Linked DNA regions of Pan troglodytes: regions 2 and 3 are each linked to region 1. The links are chromatin contacts, called in public Hi-C and HiChIP or PLAC-seq maps. All regions are on one chromosome and are shown on one strand. Each heading gives the region's core, a stretch centred on a gene start, on an enhancer-like site or on the middle of the called end of the contact. The rest is flanking DNA. Distances are from core to core; before and after follow the strand shown. Region 1 holds the start of XXYLT1 (xyloside xylosyltransferase 1). Region 2 holds the start of ATP13A3 (ATPase 13A3). Region 3 holds the start of LOC134809509.

Evidence for each region. Hi-C and Micro-C count contacts between places; a contact is called where the count stands out from the background. HiChIP or PLAC-seq counts read pairs in DNA pulled down with a chosen protein or histone mark.
Region 2: a Hi-C map of stem cell-derived neural progenitor cells shows a contact between it and region 1, with 4 times the contacts expected there. The contact joins the promoter of ATP13A3 here to the promoter of XXYLT1 in region 1. A contact is called at or near these places in 1 of 7 Hi-C or Micro-C datasets (stem cell-derived neural progenitor cells) and 1 of 1 datasets of contacts at active chromatin or transcription factors (stem cell-derived excitatory neurons).
Region 3: a contact with region 1 is called in an H3K4me3 HiChIP or PLAC-seq map of stem cell-derived excitatory neurons, with 20 times the contacts expected there. The contact joins the promoter of LOC134809509 here to the promoter of XXYLT1 in region 1. A contact is called at or near these places in 5 of 7 Hi-C or Micro-C datasets (blood, induced pluripotent stem cells, a lymphoblastoid cell line and 1 more), 1 of 1 datasets of contacts at active chromatin or transcription factors (stem cell-derived excitatory neurons) and 1 of 1 other capture datasets (stem cell-derived neural stem cells).

Annotation. Positions count from the first base shown.
Region 1 is chr2:198,456,746-198,459,804 of NHGRI_mPanTro3-v2.0_pri, forward strand. It overlaps XXYLT1 (xyloside xylosyltransferase 1), which reads right to left and starts at 1,500. Exons shown (of 4, transcript XM_516961.7): 1 at 872-1,500. The coding sequence starts at 1,375.
Region 2 is chr2:197,670,285-197,673,343 of NHGRI_mPanTro3-v2.0_pri, forward strand. It overlaps ATP13A3 (ATPase 13A3), which reads right to left and starts at 1,533. Exons shown (of 32, transcript XR_010155900.1): 1 at 1,395-1,533; 2 at 622-663.
Region 3 is chr2:197,867,528-197,870,586 of NHGRI_mPanTro3-v2.0_pri, forward strand. LOC134809509 reads right to left here and starts at 1,635. Exons shown (of 3, transcript XM_063806429.1): 1 at 1,041-1,635; 2 at 519-599. The coding sequence starts at 1,572. FAM43A (family with sequence similarity 43 member A) reads left to right here and starts at 1,697. Exons shown (of 1, transcript XM_516959.8): 1 at 1,697-3,059. The coding sequence starts at 2,014.

The DNA.
Region 1 (3,059 bases), core at 250-2,749:
CCCAACCAACATCAGTCTCCACCCTTTAATATTACCTACTACTCCTTAAAATCTGGCCTCGGATCCCCTCTGTACAACTATTAGGTCAAAATCAAACAAGCAATTTGACCTAGGCAATTCACACTATGTCAGGAACACATCTCAGACAAGGAGAGCCAGGCAGTGAAGAGAGATGATAAACAGAGATGGAAGCTGTCATGGAGGCAGATTGGTCCAGCCTGGGACAAGGCGACCAGCTGTGCTCTCCCCAGATCATATCTGTTCCTCTTGAGCTTTCTCTTCCTCATTCGGAGGAACTCCAGGCTTCTCTAAATGGGTTCATGACCCTTGGAGGAAGGGGGAAAAGGGACACAGAGAGGAGATAAGATGGTTCACAATGAGTTTGACCAGATCCTACTGAAATACCTTAAGAGCAATGAGAAGTGTCACTGCAACTTCAACACTTCCAGAGGCCTCACCAAGGCCCTCTCCAGTTGCTCAGGATGACTACTGGTGACCAGTCCCATCCTCATCAGTCAAAAACTGAGGAACATAAACAGAGGTGCAGACTCTGAAGGCAGTGCTGAACCCTGCAACGTTAGCAAAATGGGGGCGCGCGGAATCTCCTGGGGGCTGCACTTAACTGGGGGAGAGGAAAACGAGGCGGTCATTAAAAACGCAGCTCCACTCCTCAGCACCAGCTGAGGGCGTCTGGCTCCCGGACACGCCCCCGAACGAGACCTCCCGCAAGTTGTGAACACTACACTGCAAGCGGGCAGCTCAGGGAAGATCCTACCCGCTAGTTCCCCGGATCCCCTCCGGGAGCGCGCACTGACCTCGCCTAGGATGGGGTGGGCCACCCACCGGGAGTCCCCAGCCGCGGCCCGCTCACCTTGCACTTGAAGCCAGCGGCGGGCGGCAGGAGCTCCCGCAGCAGGCCCTTGGCCACCTCGCGGCTGGCCTCCTCGCTCACGAAGTGAAGGTTAAGCACCTCGTGCGCCTCGAACTTGGCGAGACGCAGCAGTGAGCGCAGCGCGACGCGGGCCTTGGCCTGCAGCGCGGCATTGTGCTCCGCCTTGGTGAACATCATCAGCAGGTGGTAGTCCACCGGCCCGGCACCGCCGCCCTCCAAGCTCTTGGCCTTCGCGCCGGGGGCTGGCGCCACGGAGCCCCGCGCTAGCTCCAGCGCGGGCGGCGAGGGCGCGGCGGGAGCCCCGGCGCGGGCCTCCTTCAGCCTCTTGGTGGCGCTGGAGAAGGTCTCCCGGCCTGAGCCGAGGTAGTAGAAGGCGCAGACGGCCAGCGCCGCGGCCAGCAGCAGGGCGCAGTAGTGGGAGCGTATAGCGCCCAGGCGCGCCATGGCCCGAGCGCATGGGAGCCCGCCTCGGAGGAGGCCCATGCGCTACGAGGCCGCGGCGCCAGCGGTGCCAGCAACGCGGGAGAGCCCTCGGGTACCCGGACGCCGGCGGCCACTTAGCCCCGGCGCCAGGCGGCGGCCATGGCAGGGGCGGGGCCGCGCCGCCTGGAGCCAATCGCGGGTGCCGGTGCGCGGAGGGGCGGGGCCGGGCGTGCCGAAACCGCTGGGTCCTAGGTTCCAAGGGTATTAGAGGAGGGGTTAGGGTGGGATCCGGCGCCCGGCGTTGGGAGGGGCGGATTCCGGACTCCAGCGTGCTGAGGGCTGGCCCGCTGTCCCGGCTGAGAAATGGCGCCCTACGCGGCGAGCCCCAGAGGATATCCAAGCTGAGTCTTGAAGGGAATGGAGGCGCCCGAACAGAGGAACTTAGGTTAGCCAAAAGCGAAGCTGGAGGCACCAAGAGGTAAAACTTTAGTCTCTGCACCTTTTTTCCCTCAATTTCTTGGAGGCTTTAAGCCGTCTCGGCCTCTCCCTGCACACGAGCTGCAGCTAGGCAATTTAAACCGGCAGCTCCTCCCTTTTCCCCCGCCCTGGGAGGAAATGGCCCGGGCCGCACGTCGCGCCGGAGGCCGAGCGGAGGGAGGCTGGAGGATGTGGCCAGCAGGGGGCCCCCGCCGCCCGCACGAACCTGCGAGGCTGCTCCCCGAGCCCCAGCACCGCAAAGCCCTGGAGGGCGACATTCATCCACTTTTGTTTTATAAACAGACTTTTAACACTTTATCAAGAGCCTCCTTGAGAGTACCAGGGAGTTTTGCACGCCGAGGTCACGTGCCCAAAGTCACACAGCTAGCCAGTAGCAGTTTTGACCCTAGGCAGTTGCACACTGCTAACTAGATAAAAACGTACTAACTTCAGTCTTCTAAGAATTGAGGCTATACCAGTAGTTTTTAAGTAAACACGTGCAAGTGCTGTGCATGCTGTCTAAATAGACAAAGAACTTGAGTAACTACAGTAACCCTTCAGTTCTTTGGCCAAGTTCTCTGATTTCTGACCAGAGATTAGGTAAACGGTTTTTCCTGTTGAGTCATTTCCACATTGTAAGGTTGCATGGATTATCCAACCTCTCTGCTTCAGACCTTGGCTTACATGTCACTACCTACACAAATGATCTCTAAATACCTCCTATCCAGTGTCTGGGCTAAGTGCCATCCTCAGTAATTCTGTGAGGGCCACCTAAATATATGTACTACCCTAGTCTCATCTTTCTTCATTGCAAGAACACGTGACTCCAAGAGAACAATATACATTTGTTTTTTATTAACCACAGTATACCCAGTACCTAACACGGTGCCTACCACATTGGATGAGTCTCAAAAATATACTCAACCATTGAAACAGCATTTTTATTTCTAGAAAATCTTACTAATAATTTAAGAATGTTCAAAATATTTAACCATAAGAAAAAAGCAAGGCCAAGCATGGTGGCTTAGGCCGGGAATGGTGGCTCACGCCTGTAATCCTAGCACTTTGGGAGGCTGAGGAGGGCAGATCACCTGAGGCCAGGAGTTCGAGACCAGCCTGCCCAACATGGCGAAACCCCGTCTCTACTAAAAATACAAAAAATTAGCCAGACATGGTGGCGGGCGCCTGTAATCCCAGCTACTCAGGAGGCTGAGGCAGAAGAATCGCTTGAACCTGAGAGGTGGAGGTTGCAGTGAGCCGAGATCAT
Region 2 (3,059 bases), core at 283-2,782, 790 kb before region 1:
TCTGCCTGATCTAATGGTAGGATAATGCAAATCAAAGATACTAGCAAAAGTTATGTTCTACAACAATCATTAATAATAGGTTTACTACTTCGAACAACTTCCAAGCACTGATTTGCCTTAAAGGGGTTGCAAACCAGGATGAGATGCCCACACACATTGATTTTTGGCAACTGTAGTCTATTAAGCAAAGCAACAAACCTCTAGAGAAAATAATGCCACATATATTCCAGTGAAACAAAATTAATACATGTGCCTTGGTAAAGAGGCTGAGCTCTAACCAAAGATAGAGCACTGTTCATTATGTACTCACCCTTCAAAGGAATCAAATCGAAACACTTTCATTTTAACAACGAAACTTTTTAAAGGCTTTATTTTGCAATAATCTTTCAAGTCCCTGCATTTCTTAGATTCTTTAAATTCTAACTTCCTGCCTCACAGATCTAAAGTAGCCATGACATACCCAGGTATGTTCTACTCATTTAGTTAGAATCGTATAGAGGAACACAAGTCTGTTTCTAGGTGTACGACTCCATACCCATTCATTTTGCACTAATATAACCACTAAATATAGCTCTAAGACACTGATGATTAAAAGCGGCTAATTATGTGAGTGATTCATACCTCCTATGTCCAAACACCAAGATTCAGGGATGTCTGTCAGATCTATGGGAAGAGGAAACAATAAACACCTGTCACAAAGCTTTTTCCACACCGGGAAGCCCCCAGCTGAGTTCCTGCCGATCCCAACCCGACTCCCTCCCCCTTCACCCCTACCCCTCACCCCCCCAAAAAAGCCAGAGGTCATACTTCCACCAGAACCTGACTGTGTGAAGGGAATGGAGAGACAGAAAGGCCATAGCGAGAGTGGCCACGAGAGCACTGCGAGGGGAAAGGGCCCTGGGTTTTTCTAGTCCTCACTGCCACAGAGTCCGAGTGGGAGGCCTCAGGCAAGTCAGAAGTCACTTTTCCTCCACGGGACTCACTCCTTTTATCTGTGAAATGCGGAGATGGCAAGCAGCTCCATACTCCACGGCTGAGGACGAGCCAGGGTTCCGCACAGACCCATCGAGGGCCCTGCCAGCACCCCTACCGCCTCTGCCCACGGGACCTCCACCTCCCACAGGACTTTCCGAAAGGTCTGACCACCAACCACCAGGCGCCCGGCCCCCACGCTCGCCCCCGGCAGGCGGCGCGTCCCCCCCAGGCCTTCGCACCCACCGCGTGGGCTCCTGCCCTGGCCTCACCTGTCCCCGACACTCCCCGTCCCCGCGATGCCCAACTCCGGCCCGAGAAGGCTGGCCGCGACCTCGCCCGGTACCCGCCGCCCCGACACCACCATTCGCCTCCTCGACCTCCGCCGGCGCCGCCGCCCACCCGCCCCTCGCCCCGCTCACCGGGGCCGCTCACTGGCCGCCGCCGCGCCGCCTCCTCCGCGGCCTCCCTCGCGGCCGGACCAGCCCCAGGGGCCGCGGGGGACCCGGCCGCCGCTGTCGCCGCCGCCGCCTCGCCTCAGCCCAGCCCCATCGCCCTCGGCCGGCGCCGCGCGCTGCGGCTCAGGGTGAGGGAAGGAGGCGCCGCGGCGGGGCCGGGCCGGCCCTGGGACGTCCGCGCTCTCCTCCTCCTCCGCGCCCGCGGCGGCGGCGTGCAGCCGGCAGGGCGAGAACAAGGGAGGGCGGCGGGAGGTGGGCAGGGGAGGGGGGCGGTCTGCACTCCGAAACGGCCCCCCCGCCGCCAGCGACGTAGAGAACCCCCCTCCCCTCCGCGGCGGCGCCCGATCACGCTGCGGGTAAAGCCGGCAGGCAGGCGGGGGAGCGCGCGCGGGCTCAGGACTCCCGCGCCGGATGTGAGGTCACGTGGCGGCTTCATTCCCCGCGCGGAGGGCGGAGGGGCGCGGGCGACGTCAGGAGGCGGGGAAGGGGCGGGGCGGGGCGATTTATAGGCCCCGCCCACCCATCGGCTTTGCCACCCTCGAACGGGCAAAAGAAAGAAAGAGGCAGGTAAGGGGAGGCGAGGCCGTCCAAAAACGCTGGGTGTCAGGCCGGGGTGGCTAATGGAGGGCGGCTTTTCTGGTGGGATGAAATGGGACGGCAAATCCCGCTTCATCCCCTTTGGGCTATGACAACATCATAGTCCAATCTCCCATTTTATGAACAGGGAAACTGAGGCTCAGTGACTAGACAGACGTTGCCCAAAGTCATGGTCATGGAGGAAGCTTGTGCTAGAATGGTGGAGAGGAAACCAGAGCCCAGCTCCTAATGCAAGGCTCTTTCATTCCTTTAGCCACCCTCGCCCCCGCCAAAACAAACAGACAAAAAACTGTCATTCTCATATGACCACGGACTCTGCGCCCCGGCCGCAGGCGGAGGACAGGGAGGAGCGCACACGAGAAAGCTCCCACGCGCCCGCGCCTCGCCTCCGACGGGAAGGCGCCTCTTCCGACCGTCCTGGATGCAAATTAAATACTTCCCTCCGCAGAAGACTTATCTCGGGGTAGGGCCGCAGCCGGATTTCCAAATCGCGGGTTTGATTTTCGCTGCGTCCTCTCCGCGACGCGCGCAGGGAGCGCGCCCGGCCACCTGCAGCCTCTGGCTGCGGCCATCTTTCCGCCTGGGGCCACCTGGCCTGCGCCCTTTGTGCCCGGCCTGCTCCGTGACTGTTCTTCTTGCCGCTACTTACAGAACTCAGCCGCCTTAGCGTCTTAGAGAAGAGGACGGCATGCACGCGGACCCCGTCCACCACACCTGGAGAGCAGGGAGCCCTTAGTCCCTGGACACTTACCAGGGCCACCACCCCTGGTCCACGCACGTGATGACATCTCACCAGGGGCAGCACACCGCCAGAGTCCGCGACACTGATAACACCTCCTGCGGGCAGGAGGGCGCCACAGCCACCCCTGGTCCCCTAGATTGTGTGAGGCTGGCATTTCTGCCCGCCTCTTGGCGTGGACAGCACGCTGGACCGAGATGGAACCACAGCTTTCTCTTCCCAATCCCTGGCCTCACCGTTTTGTTTCATACCTCACCGTTTGTTTCAAACCTCGTGCTGTTGAAATGATTAAA
Region 3 (3,059 bases), core at 385-2,884, 590 kb before region 1:
GAGTTTGATGCAGGATCATTCGGACATTGATCCCACTCCAGCCATACGTCTTTTTGCTTTGACTGACCATACCATAGAGGCAAGCAGGCTGTTTCAAGGGCCCAGAAATGAGTTACTGGCTAAGGGTCAAGCCGGTCAGAAGACAACTACACTGTCCAGTTGGCACATGATAAAAGCAATACTGATGCAATTATCACTCCCATTGGAGGGTGGCCTGGCATTATTTGTCACTTAAATAAAAAACGTCATTTGAATTTTTACTAGGAATTCTCATCCAAAATATGTCAATGATAGAATGAAACCGCATGACCGGCTTGCCAAAGTAAACTAAGTCCTAACTACACACGAGCATTAGAAATTGTGTGTATCTCAGAAAACTGCTCTACCCTGAGGCCTGACAGCAGGAGGGGGTCTTGCTGGGGTTCGGACGGGGAAGCGCCTTATTCATTGACGGTATTCTACAGTAGTCACCCCAATCATGTTACCACTCACCTCACTTTACACTGTCTGCTGCTTACCTGTGAATACGAGCTCAAGATAGTGAGAGATAAGCCTTGGTGTTTTCTGTGCATCTCTCTTTTCTTTAATGGAATACAATTCTGAAAATAATATTAAACAGCACCCAGTCATTCTCAGAAAGCCGTCACACAAGGAAGAAACCACTATTTTCCCAAACTTTTTGTACAGGAAATTATAATCTGTAATCTCATCTTCTGCCACCTACCTCAGAAGTTTCGATCTAGACATACATGTATTCAGTGAGTGGCAATTCAGCCTGGGGGGTGGAGTGTCAGGATTCAAGTCTTTTTGCTGCGGGGTAACCCCAGGTCCCAGTGATTTCCATAGACAAAAGAGATGCTGGTAAATTTGGGATGTAATTGGCGGATTGGACCGGTCTCCCCGCTCCCTCGACCAATGGCTGTCACGCGGTCCCTTTAAGAAACCAGGAATCCGCCCGGAGTCGGAGCCCAAAACAGATCCTCTTCTCTGCTTCTCCCCTGTCCCCGCGCGGCGAATGGTTCGCGCCGGCCTATATTTACCCGAGATCTTCTTCCCGGACGGCAAGGATGTGAGGCAGGCGAGCCGGACGCCGCTCGCAGCACCGGAGAGGGCGCGCTGCAAAGGCGGGCAGCAGACCGTGGAGAGCCCGGGAGCGGAGCTGGACACCGCCTCGGAGGGAAGAAATGAGGTAGCGGCGGTTCCCGGACCCGGCCATGCCCGTCCCCTGTCCTCGGAGCCCAGCGCTGTCTCGGCCAGGCCAGCCCGGACACTGAGCGGGCCGAGCGCGAGTCCCCGGCGTCCGGCGGAGCGAAGATGCAGTGAGTCCCCGCGGGACTGCTGCGCGGGGCCCGCCGCGGCCAGCCGGACCCAGCATCCGACCGCACTTTGGGCGAGCTGCTGACTCTTGAGACCAGCCCAGCCGAGGGGCTTTCCGTCTCCAGCACCCCTCGGAGGTGGGGAGCACCGGCCCCTGGGCACACTCGCTGTGGAGTTTCCGCGGGTTTTGGCCCCAGTCCTGAGGGTTGTGTGTGTTAGGGGACCCACCTCACGTTCGCCGAGGAGTTCCTGCATATTCTCGCACCATCCCGGGTGCTGTTGCTGGGGCTCTCTTTATTTATTTGCACGCGCGCTTCTAGCTTTTTTCCTGACATTTTCCACTCCACGCTCGTTCTCTCTCCCTTGCATTTTGTTGCTTGCCTGAGACTCTTTGCTCTCGCCCTTGCCCAGGCTGGGGTAATTCTGTGTGCGCGCGTGTCTCCCCCGCACCAACCTTTTTTGCACACTCGAAGCTGAATATTTTCTTTTTTAGAAAATTTACCCCCACCCCCTGCGGGGTTCCTAAGCACTCTCTCTGCTCCCCTCCCCCCAACTCCCTACCACTGGGCCGCTGCCAGTAGTTTTATTTTTCGATCTTGCCCGGGCCGAGCCCGGCAGGGGCCGGTGGCTCAGCGGGCCTCGCACCCGGCGCTCCGCCGCCGCCGCCGCCCAGCTGCGCCGGGGCGCCCTCCGGAGATGCTGCCGTGGAAGAAGCACAAGTTCGAGCTGCTGGCCGAGGCGCCGCCGCGGCAGGCGTCCAAGCCCAAGGGCTACGCTGTGAGCCTGCACTACTCGGCGCTGAGCTCGCTGGCGCGGGCGTGCCCCGAAGGCGCGCTTAGCCGGGTGGGCAGCATGTTCCGCTCCAAGCGCAAGAAGCTGCACATCACTAGCGAGGACCCAACTTACACCGTGCTCTACCTGGGCAATGCCACCACCATCCAGGCGCGCGGCGACGGCTGCACCGACCTTGCTGTGGGCAAGATCTGGAGCAAGAGCGAGGCGGGCCGTCAGGGCACCAAGATGAAGCTGACGGTGAGTGCGCAGGGTATCCGCATGGTGCACGCCGAGGAGCGCGCGCTGCGCCGCCCGGGCCACCTCTACCTGCTGCACCGCGTCACCTACTGCGTGGCCGACGCGCGGCTGCCCAAGGTCTTCGCCTGGGTGTACCGGCACGAGCTGAAGCACAAGGCCGTGATGCTGCGCTGCCACGCCGTGCTGGTGTCCAAGCCCGAAAAGGCGCAGGCCATGGCCCTGCTGCTCTACCAGACGTCGGCCAACGCGCTGGCGGAATTTAAACGCCTCAAGCGGCGGGACGACGCGCGTCACCAGCAGCAGGAGCTGGTGGGCGCACACACCATCCCGCTAGTGCCGCTGCGCAAGCTGCTCCTACACGGACCCTGCTGCTATAAACCGCCGGTGGAGCGCAGCCGCAGCGCGCCCAAGCTCGGCTCCATCACCGAGGACCTGCTCGGCGAACAGCAGGAGCAGGAGCTGCAGGAGGAAGAGGAAGAGGAGCAACCCGAGGGCTGCCCGGAGGAGGAGGAGAACCGTGCGGCAGAGGGAGATCCAGCAGAGGAGGAGGCCGCCGAGGCGCAGCGTGCGCTAGTGGTCGCCATGCACTTTGAGTGCGGGGACTTGTTGGATACTCTGGAGAATGGCCGTGGGGAGGCGCTAGGAGGCGGCGGGGGCTCCCTGGGCCCGGGGGCCGGGCCTCCGCCTCTGCTGCTGGGCAGCGCCTCCGA